Linked DNA regions of Oryctolagus cuniculus: region 2 is linked to region 1. Evidence: chromatin contacts called from public Micro-C data. All regions are on one chromosome and are shown on one strand. Each heading gives the region's core, a stretch centred on a gene start, on an enhancer-like site or on the middle of the called end of the contact. The rest is flanking DNA. Distances are from core to core; before and after follow the strand shown.

Region 1 (5,406 bases), core at 1,562-4,061:
CTCCGTGTGTCTCTCAAATGAATAAAAAGAAATTTTTAAAAAACCTAATACTAAACATAATCCTGACGGCCTATTCAGTCTTGGGTACCCAGGCCTCTGTTCATTGTAGCTGCCAAAGCCAACGATTCGAGTTTAATCTAGGCTTATGTCTGGAGAGAAATTTTAAAATGGTCAAAGAGGGCCTCAACTCGAGATCTAGTTTAAAATGACAATGATAAAATGTCCTACTTCTGCAATATGGCATTTAAAAATTAATCCTGGGGCCGGCGCTGTGGCACAGTGAGTTAACGCCCTGGCCTGAAGCACTGGCATCCCATATGGGCCCCAGTTCTAGTCCCAGCTGCTCCTCTTCCATTCCAGCTCTCTGTTATGGCCTGGGATAGCAGTAGAAGATGGCCCAAGTCCTTGGGCCCCTGTACTTGCGTGGGAGACCTAGAAGAAGCTCCTGGCTTAGGCCCAGTCATTGCGGCCATCTGGGGAGTGAACCAGCGGATGGAAGACTGACTCATTCTCTCTCTCTCTCTCTCTCTCTCTCTCTCTCTGTATAACTCTGTCAAATAAATAAATAAATCTTTAAAAAAACAATCCTAAGAACTAAAATCGGGATTTGCTAACAGCATCCCAATACGTGAATTATCACCGTAACACACCTACCGATTAAATGCTTGAAGGGCAGCTGATGGTCGCGGAGGTTCAGGTGGGCGATGTGTCCCACTCTGCTGAAGCTGGAAGTCACATCCTGACCCTCGGGAAGCACGGCTCTCAAGATTTCTTCCGACTTAAAGTTTTCGTAAGTGAGTTCCAAATTATACTCCGCTATCTGAGGATGGACGTTTAGCTGCTTCAAAACACTGAGTTCTGCCTTCTCAAAGGAGTCGTGGCCAAGCACCTTGCGAGGATCCAGCAGGACCAACCTACTCTCGCCATCTGCTGGGTCCTCGATCACCCGCTTGACGCCTGGCCGCTGCAGTGCGACCCTCTTCAGGGCTCTCATCAATCTGTTGACTATTTCTTTCTTCACCTTAAGCACTGGTACAGCGACTGTCTTTTTAAAGGCTGACCTGTCAAGGTTTGTCATTCCTCGAACCTCAGGCGGTGGAGCAAACAATTCGGAGTCTTTCTCGGTGGTTTCCATCTCTGGCATGGTGCAGAACCGTTGTCTCGGATCCGACAAGACAATGCCAGGCGCTTCTCTAAGCTGCTGTGGCCATGACGTCCCAGCAAGCCAACCCAGCGACTCGGATCCAGTTAGCTTACGGCTTTCCGCTTTGAGAAGTCTCCCTGAGAATCCAAACCGCCTCAAAAAGACCCTTTAAAAAAAAAAAAAAGCGTTAACTTAAAAGACACCACAAAGCTACGAACACACACACACACACACACACACACACGATGGCTTTTGAGAATGAGAACCTAACTTGTGTTGGACACAGCCTGCGGAGTGCTGATGTGGACCACTGTCTTCCTGTCGTCTTTCCAGGAAAGGGTGATGTTTACGGTACACAACAAACTTGCATCTTCAACCCAGACAGGGCTTGGGGACATCAGCCCCGCTCTACTCCACGGACCTCTCCATCAGTTCTCTACACAATACATCTGGAATCGGAGGGCTGTGACTGGGGCCCAAGGGGCCATCTCCTAACGAAGTGGTCCCAGTATATGAAGACACCAGTGGCCATCTTTACTAGGACACTCTTCCAGGTGCTTACAGTATCACATGTTGTAAACACTGTGTCAGCCTTGGGCGGAATGTAGGTGTCACTTCATCATTTTATAAATCATAAACAAAAGCTCAGAAGTAGATAAATTAGGGGCTCCTTAGTGGTGCAGGGGGCAGCTGCATCCCATCCAGCTCCCTGCCAATGCGCCAGGGAAGGCAACGGGTGATGGCCCAGTACTTGGGCTCCTGCCACCCAGGCGCCACACCAGGACGGAGGTGCAGGCTCCTGGCTTTGGCCTGGCCCAGACTTAGCTTAAGCGGCTATTTGGTGAGTGAACCGTGGAGCGAAGACAAATCTTAAAAAAATAATAACTCAAAGTCTCATTGCTGATAAGCAGGAAGATTAGAACTCAGGTCTGGGGGCTGGCGCTGTGGTGCAGCCAAACTCCAACCTGCAGGGCAGGCATCCCACGTGGCCACTGGTTCGAGTCCCGCCTGCTCCACTTCCAATCCAGCTCCCTGCTAACGCACCTGGGAAGGCAGTGGAAGATGGCTAAAGTGCTTGGGCCCCTGCACCCACGTGGGCGGCCTGGAGGAAGCTCCTGGCTCCTGGTTTTGGCCAGGGCCCAGCCATGTGGGGAGTGAACCAGGGGATGGAAGATCTCTCTCTCTCTCTCTCCTCCTGTCTGTAACTCTGCCTTTCAAATAAATAAATAAAGCAAAGAAACCTCAGGTCTCGGGTTCCCATCTGTGACAAGTGACTTAGGACGAAGCCGACTCCTCACTACCCCTTCTCATTCGGCCCTAATTCGCGGGTGGCCGCCCCCGGACCACAAACCCCTTTGAACCGTCCAGGGCACTGCTGCCGCTACCGCCCCAACTGCGGGCGTCGCCCCGCTGCGGGCTCCGCCGCCAGCCCCTCACCTCATGCTCCAGCGCCGCTCGGAAATGGGTCGCGAGGGGCGGGGGGGACGGGGCTGGCCCTGATGACATCATCACTGTTCGCCGGGGACGGCGGTAGGCGTCATCAGATCCCGCCGACTCCCTCCGGTCTTCACTGCCCGGCTGAGGTACGGAAACCCGGAAGGGCCGGGCGCATGGCTCCGCCTCTAGCTGACCAGCGACGTGCGCGTCGGCCAGGGGTAGTGGCTCGCAGATGGAGTTGATAGTCGGCCCGACGGCGGCATGGAGGCGAGCCAGGGCAGCATCAACGCGGAGCGGGGCTGGTCCGTCTCTGCCCGGCAGCCTGAAGAGGCAGCGGCGGCGGAAGAGGCGAGCCCGTTGCTAAGCAACGTAAGTGGACGCCGCTGGGGCCGGGGCGCCGACGGACGCCGGGCTCCTGCAGGTGCGAGCCTCGGCCCCATCGGCCGAGCTCTGAGGGTGCTGGCTCGGGGGAGAAACGTGCCCTGGGAAAGCTGCCGGGAAGGTGCAGGCTCGAGGGGGAGCGACGCAGCCGAGCGGACGCGGGGGTCCCCGGGATTTCTGTTGCCTCCCTGCCGCTCCTTAGCGCCTTCGTCGCCCTCGCAGCCTCCTCCACCCGCCTTGCGAGGTCTTTGCAAGAGTCCCACGGTTTTCCTTGTGGCGACCTAGTCATCGAGGGGCTGTGGTCGTGTTACCGCGGAGATGCTCCGCCGCGAAGGGGTGGAGGTGGCACCAGCCCCTTCCCCGACCCTGCAGACGGAGCAGTGCGCACTCCGCCTGTGAACTCGAGCTCCTGGACTGTAATGCTCTCCAGGACTTTGCACCGGCTGCTGTTTGGCGGGAGGCGGTTTTCGGGGATACCCTGCTAGTTACTATAGATTCTCACGGCCAGGTGTTCCTTGACCACTCCTGGCAGCGCTCTGAGTTCGTTCAGTTTGCGCAGAGAGAGTAGTTTTTGCAGTCCTGGGATTTGGGAAGCAACAGTTGAAGGCAGCAGACCCACGCTGACTCAGAGACTCTTCGGGAATCACATGAGCTGAGGCCACATCCCTGCCCTGCCCCCATCGGCGCCCTCCCCCAGTCCTACGACCTGGTCTGCTGCGCTTGCAGCCGCAGGTTAGCCCTGGCTTTTCCGGAAGCCGGCCTGGCCTCTGTGCTGGTGGAGATGGTGTCCGGGGAACTGCAGATTCCTGGAGCCGGGAAGGAAAGGAGAGGAGACCTAAGCAGCTGGTGCGCCCCACAAAGCCGGGAAGCTGAGACCTGCGCGTCGCCATCCCAGCCTTGCCCCGCTGTTTGTGTCTTACAGGAACTGCGTCGACCGCGAGCCCCTGGTGTTTCCTTTGGCTTCTCAGTGTTTAACTTGATGAACGCCATCATGGGAAGTGGCATTCTCGGCTTAGCTTATGTTATGGCGAACACCGGGATCCTTGGGTTTAGGTGCGTCGTTTTGTTTTTTTCATATCTTACCATCACCTTTTTTTCCCTTTTAAATATTTATTTATTTATTTGAGAGGCAGAGTTACAGATGGAGACAGGGAGAGACACAGAGAGGAAGGTCTTCCATTGGCTGGCTTACTCCCCAGTTGGCCGCAATGGCCAGAGCTGGGCCGATCCGAAGCCAGGAGCCAGGAGCTTCTTCTGGGTCTCCCATGTGGGTGCAGGGGCCCAAGCTCTTAGGCCATCTTCCACTGCTTTCCCTGGTGTATTAGCAGAGAGCTGGATGGGAAGTGGAGCAGCGAGGACTCCAGCCAGCCCGAGCACTACCAGTGGAGGCTTAACTTACTATGCTGCAGAGCTGGTCCTCACCTTTTTTTTTTTTTTATAGTACACTGAGAAGCAAAGAGGTAGCTTCCGCAAGCCGCTGTTATCCTAGCTCTAGTTAAATTATTTCTGGGGTTTTAGTGTTTTTCTTGCTACTCCTATCTTTTTGCTAATCCATAGCTTCTAGAGATAGATGCTAGTTTGTGTTTTTAAATATCCAAATGTGTGGCTTGTTTTTAAAAGTGTGAGCTTGGGGTCCGTGTTGTGGCACAGCAGGTTTAAGCCAACGCCTGTAGTACCGGCATACCATATGAGCGGTGGTTCAAGTCCTGGCTGCTCCACTTCCAATCCAGCTCTCTGCTATGGCCTGGGAAAGTAGTGAAGGATGGCCCAAGTGCTTGGGCCCCTGCACCCATATGGGAGAATTAGATGAAGCTCTTGGCTCCTGTCTTCAGCCTGGCCCAGCCCAGGCCGCTGTGGAGTGAACCATCGGACAGAAGATTCTCTCTCTCTTTCCTTCCGTCTCTCCCTTTCTCTCTGTAACTGCCTTTCAAATAAATATTTAAAAAAAAAAAAAGAGTGAATTTGATCCACACTCATTTATAACCTTAAGAAGTGGCTTATTGGGGTAGCTGTTGTGGTGTAGCAGGTTAAGCCACTGCTTAGGGAACCCAGATAGTATTAAAGTGCCTGGTTTGAGTCCTGGCTACTTTGCTTCAAATCCAGCTTCCTGCTGATATGCCTGGGAGGCAGGCAGCTGATGATGGCCCAAGTACTTGACTTCACGTTACCCACGTGGGAGACCTGGACAGAGTTCCTGGCTCCTGGCTTGGGCCTAGTCCAGCCTCACTGTTACAGACACGGGGGAGTGGACCAGCAGATAGAATATACCCCTGCCTCTCTGTACCTTTCAAGTAAATAAGTAAATCTTTAAAAAACAAAGATTTGCCAAAAATGAATAGTTTGTCAGCAGTGCAGATTGCTTCCAGGTAGCGACTTTGCGCATGAACTTTTCGTTCCTGGCCATCTCCTCCTCGCCCTCTGTTGTTAGGACGTTTGTTAACTCT
Region 2 (5,110 bases), core at 2,575-5,074, 250 kb before region 1:
TGAAGACATTCAGAAAGTCAGGGGCGTGTCCATCTACCGGTGCCATTTGCTAGGAAAACCTTCTACACCCACGAAAGGCAGGATCTAAGGGACGCACAGCAGATTCGGACCAGCCAGAGAACCTGGGAAGTTGAACCCTCAGTTTCCAGTCATTTTAAACAACGATAAACCCAGGGAAAGTCCAGCGATCAAGAACACGGAAATCCAGCCAGCGGGACTCACAGAATACTTCCCGTGCATGTGTTTTGACAGCGTTCAAGTGCTATCCCTCACTGCTAAACCACGCTTCTACTTTCCCCAGCGAGGATGAAGCGCAGTGGTCAGCCTCTCCGGCGTAGGAACCTCCCCCTCCCTCACTGGTGGGTCTGGTTTGCAGGAGCAGGAGCTGGGAAGTGTTCCGCGCTCTCTTCCAGTTTAGTTTAGTTTGCAAGACACCTTTTTCTCATCTGCTCCCAAGCGTCTACTGCACCACACGGCCAACAGTCTCATTCCACAAAGGGGCTGTCTTTGTGGCAGCAAAGGACCAGGCACAGTAACGTGCAGGGGCCTCCGAATCCCAAGAAAGGAAGCCACGAGGGACCTAAAGGACCTGCACTTCCTCCAGGGCCCTGGTGAGCTGGGAGGCCAAGGCCGCTGCGGGTCAGGGCCTCGCAACGAATCACGCCCCTTCCCCACAAGGCCTCAGCCCCCGTTCCGGGCGGGCCTGCGCTCTCAGCACCCCGACTTCGAGGAAAAAACTGAATCAGGGTAGGGGGGTGCATAAGTGGGTTTTATTTCCCACTTGATTCGAGGCTGGCCGCGGGAGCAGGACAAGGGACAGGTTGGAAGCGCGGCGGGACTTGGCCCCGCAGAGGACCCGACAAGCCCGCAGTGGCTTCCCCGCGGTCGGTTCGCTTTCATGCCCAGAGGAGCAGATTTATCCGGGCTTTGGGGCTGCGGGGCCCGGAGCGCAGAAAGCGCTTTGATTTACGAGCTGAGGCTGAGCCGCCGTCGCCGTCTGGGAGGGTGACTCACGGGGCTTGCGGGTGGGAGGTAGATCCGGAGAGGGGCCTAAACCGGGCAACTGGGGCGGGGGTACGGAGCTAATGGGCAGTGGGGGGGGGGTGGGGGAAGCGGGCGTAGGGGGCAGGGAGGAGCCGGACACGCCCGGCTCGGGAGCAGAGGCTGCAGGGCGCGGTGCCCGCCCCGGCCTGGCCGTCCCCGGGGCCGCGAGGATTCCGCCAGTGCCGGCGGCCTCCAGCGGGCGCTGGGGGCAGGTGGCCGGCGCACGCCGCGTGCCTCCTCCGGTCTCTGCAAGCCTGCGGCAGCGCGGACGCACGTCGCGGGGCGCCGTTTTGTTTTGGTTACCGCGGGGCCCGGCTCGGCCGGATCGGGGCAGAGGAGCGCCCGGGCGGCCAGGCCCCTGTGGGGGCGCAGGGGCAGGAGCAGCCGGCCGCGGAATGCGCCGGGCGATCACCTCCACCTGGCCCGGGCGGTCTCCGCGGCGCCCGGATTCCTTTCCTGAGGACCTTCCAGCTGCTTTGAGATTCCCTCTCTCCTTTGCTCGCGGGCCGGAGACGCCATCCCCTTACGGGATCTTTTCCTTATTTTACCTCGTCCGGACACACACATACACACACACACACTCTCATGGGTCTGACTCGGGAGAACCCACGAAATAGATAGGGAACCGGAGATTTTCTACCAGAAGGGAAAAAAAAAAATTTCTCCTAGTTAAAAAGTTCAAACTCGGCAAGGGTGGGCGCTCAAGGAGGCGCGGAGCCGCTGGCGCCCCCCTTCCCGCCGCCGGCCGACCGCAGCCTGCCCTCCCCACGCACCGTCCCGGGACCGAGCCCCGCAGCCCCGCCACCCCCGCGGCGCTGAAACCCGATCCCACGGAGGTCAGAATCAGGTTTCAAAACACGACGGAGCCCGGCGCACCAGCACCCCACGTTGCCGCCAGCCAGCGCCGCGAAGGGAACCACAGCGGGCAGAGTGAATGATTAACTCTGTCACATAAAAACCTCGACGTCCCCAGACCCCTTCCGGGCCGCCAGCCCTCGCGCCACCGCGGCCCGCGACCCACAGCTGTCGGTGGCTGGGTGCGGGGTGCAGGGAGGCGACCTCCGCCACAGGCCCGGGGGGCGGCCGAGTGCCCGGGACCCTGGAGCGTGCGCGCCCGCGCGCCGCACCCGACGCGACCCCGTGGAGGTGCAGCCCCCCGGGCCCGCGTCCCGACTTGCACACACACGCACACATGCACACGCTCCTCCCGCAGGGCCAGAACCGGGGAGAGAGAGAAGTGGCAACTTCAAAGCCGGCGGGAGCGGGGTGGGAAGCCGGGCAGCAGTGACCAGCCGAGGTGGGGGCGGGGACTGAGCCCTAGGCCGGCGACGAGAAACTTCTGGGGGCGGGAGGGGGAGGGGGAGGAAAGAGGCTCCCCCGCCCCCCTCGTCACCGCCGCCCCCCGCCCGCAGCCGGGGAGCGAGGTGGGGGGCGGGGAGAGGTGGGCAGCCGGACCCGGCTGGTGGGGAAGGTAAGCGCCATGTTTGCGAGCGCCGGGAGGAAAAAAGAAAGCTGGGAAGGGGGGTGGGGGAGCGGGAGGGGGAGGCGGAGGAAAGTTGGCGCTCACCTTTTGGACTGGGTCTCCGACGGGTTCCGGTCGCGCTGCCGGCGGTTCTTGAACCAGTTGCTGACCTGGGTGAGGGAGAGGCCGGTGATCTTGGCCAGGTGCCGCTTCTCGGCGGGCGAGGGGTAGCGATTCTGCTTGTAGAGCTCCTTGAGCGCGTTGCGCGACTTCTCCTTGAAACAATACACCGTCTCCTCGCCGTCCCAGATGGTGCGGGGCAGGGGGAATTTCCTGCGCAGCCGGTACTTGTCCACGGCGCCCAGCGGCCGGCCGCGGGCGCGCTCGGCCTCGGTGTAGCGCGCCTTGTACCAGAGCTGCTGCAGCAGCGGGTGGTTGGCCGACTCGAAGCTGTGGCTCTCCAGGATGCTGTAGAGCTCGGGGTAGATGCCCTGGTGGAAGGCCACGAGCGCCCGCGCCTTCAGCAGGCTCTCGTTGCCACGTAGCAGGTCGCTCTGGGGCAGGGACCACAGGAACCGGGCCAGGCGGTCCAGGTTGCCCCCCTGCTGCAGCGCCTCGCACACGCAGGCGACATGGTCGGGCGAGAAGGCCAGAGGGGTCTGCGCGCCCGCGGCGGTGGCGGTGGCGGCGGCGGCGGCGGCAGCGGCGGCGGCGGCAGCGGCGGCAGCAGCGGCGGCGGCGGCGGCGGCGTGGTGCCGGCCCAGAAGTTCCGAGTGGAGTTGTACCTGATCGGCCGCCGCTGCTCCGCTCGCCGCCGCCGCCGCCGCCGCCGCCCCTTCCTCTCCGCTCACCCCGGCGGCCGCGGCGTCCCCCGGCTCCAGAGGGAACGGCGCTGGAGCCGGGGGGGTGAGCCGCGCCGCCGCGCCCCCCGCCACTTCTCGGGGCGCCTCCTGCCCGTCCGAGGCGTTTTCCATCCCATTCTCCTGCTTGATGTCCGCCGCACTTGCGATCTGCCCGGTGGGGGAGGAAGAGGACATTTTTTTGTTGTTTATTTTCCTCCCTCCCTCACTCCCTCGCACTCTTTTCCTCTTTCTTTGCCCCTCTCTCCTTACTCCTCCTGCTGCGCCTCCCTCCCCCCTCCCCCCCTCCGGAAAGCCCACTCCCTCCCTCCCGGTTTCGGCTGGATCTGGCCGATCAGGTTTCCCCCCGGCCACGCAGTCACCATTAAGATAGCTGCTAGAGCAAAGTAGTGTAAACGGATAGCTGGTTTCTGCCGTTCCCCCAACGTGACTCCGCCGGTTGCTGCATACTATATGGCACTGCCGGCCCGGCCGCGCCGCCTCATTGGCTACTTCGCAGTCAGAGGGAGGAGGAGACACCGATTCTAGCCCTGTCGATCACCCGCCTCCCACTCCACCCCTCGCCTTTCCCTCTCCCCCTGACCCCCAGGCACCTATACCTGAAGGGAAACACCTACATTCTTCCCCGGCCCGCTCCCGGGCGCGGAGGATTGCCCTACCGCGGCCCGAGAGCCGGACGACTCTTCCCAGAGGGAGGCCCTGCCATTTTCCGGAGGGAGTCGGAGCATTGGGTGGCCTGGAGAGCTGGCCGGCCGAGTGCCTAACAAAGAGACCACGTCCCCGCATCTGGGCGACAACATTTCTGGGGACGGGGTGGAAGCTTCCTGGTTCTCTTCTCCCATCCCCTTCAGGAGGGGTTTTTGTATTCCAAGGGGTCAAGGAGAATGGCGCTTGGGAGTGAGTGTTCTAGAGGGCGAGCATTTACAGTAAATTAAAATCCCAAAGGAGGGAAAATGCTTGAACATCTTAAAATAAGCTATGGAAATAACTCACCTGACAAGGCCAAGAAAGGAAACCTTGAAAAAAAAATGTACTTAGCTTGGAGTCCCCTGGAGGGTGGCAGCTGGAGTGGGATGAGCAGGATATGACTAAGCGTATAGGATAGTAAACCATGAGTTTATCCTGGATAGGTAGTGGGGAAGAGAGCCACGCTTTTCCATAACTGGATGGGAACGTTAGTCTTCTGTAGGAATATTTTCCTTGTGCGCGCAGGCATGCTTCCTTGAAGATGATAGCCCTGGTGGCAGCACCATCTTTGTTTGGAGAGAGGCTGGTGGCACCAGGACCCCTTCCACGGCGGAGCCAGATGGAAGATAGATTGCCTTTCAGTCGGAGGCTGCGGTGCAGGGTACAGTCTGCTGCTGTTTGCAGCTCTGTCCTTCCTGCCGTGGCCTGGGGGTCCCTACCTCTCTGGTCACTGTGGGTCCGTTGGGTCGGAGCACTGCTGCTCTTTCTGAGAGCCCAGGGTTTTGATGACATCGTGCTAACCTTTTCTTCAGGGTGGCCTTGCATGGCTTCTGCTTTCCAACTCCCCAAAACTGCCTACTTCAGCGTGGAATAAGGCAGCTGCTGCTGTCACCTGCTGCCATGATCAGCTTCGTGAGGCTTTCTGTTTTGCTGTCGGGTTGCATTTTGTTGCTGGTCAGCCAAGATGTCACTTGAAGTAGCATTTAACCTGCTTTCGTATTACCTTGATATGATGAAGCTAGAAGTGACATCTCTGGTGGATATAAAATTCATAATC

What was found. A called contact is a pair of places that touch in the nucleus more often than the background predicts.
Region 2: a contact with region 1 is called in a Micro-C map of ear pinna, with 3 times the contacts expected there. The contact joins the promoter of SIX4 here to the promoter of SLC38A6 in region 1. A contact is called at or near these places in 4 of 6 Hi-C or Micro-C datasets (ear pinna, psoas muscle, skin fibroblasts and 1 more).

What each region holds. Positions count from the first base shown.
Region 1 is chr20:9,600,723-9,606,128 of mOryCun1.1, reverse strand. SLC38A6 (solute carrier family 38 member 6) reads left to right here and starts at 2,811. Exons shown (of 17, transcript XM_017349424.3): 1 at 2,811-2,950; 2 at 3,885-4,015. The coding sequence starts at 3,982. It overlaps TRMT5 (tRNA methyltransferase 5), which reads right to left and starts at 2,739. Exons shown (of 5, transcript XM_008271876.4): 1 at 2,582-2,739; 2 at 655-1,310. The coding sequence starts at 2,586.
Region 2 is chr20:9,848,213-9,853,322 of mOryCun1.1, reverse strand. SIX4 (SIX homeobox 4) reads right to left here and starts at 3,824. Exons shown (of 4, transcript XM_070065070.1): 1 at 3,729-3,824; 2 at 2,612-3,516. The coding sequence starts at 3,731. LOC108178647 (a long non-coding RNA gene) reads left to right here and starts at 2,252. Exons shown (of 4, transcript XR_011384850.1): 1 at 2,252-2,515.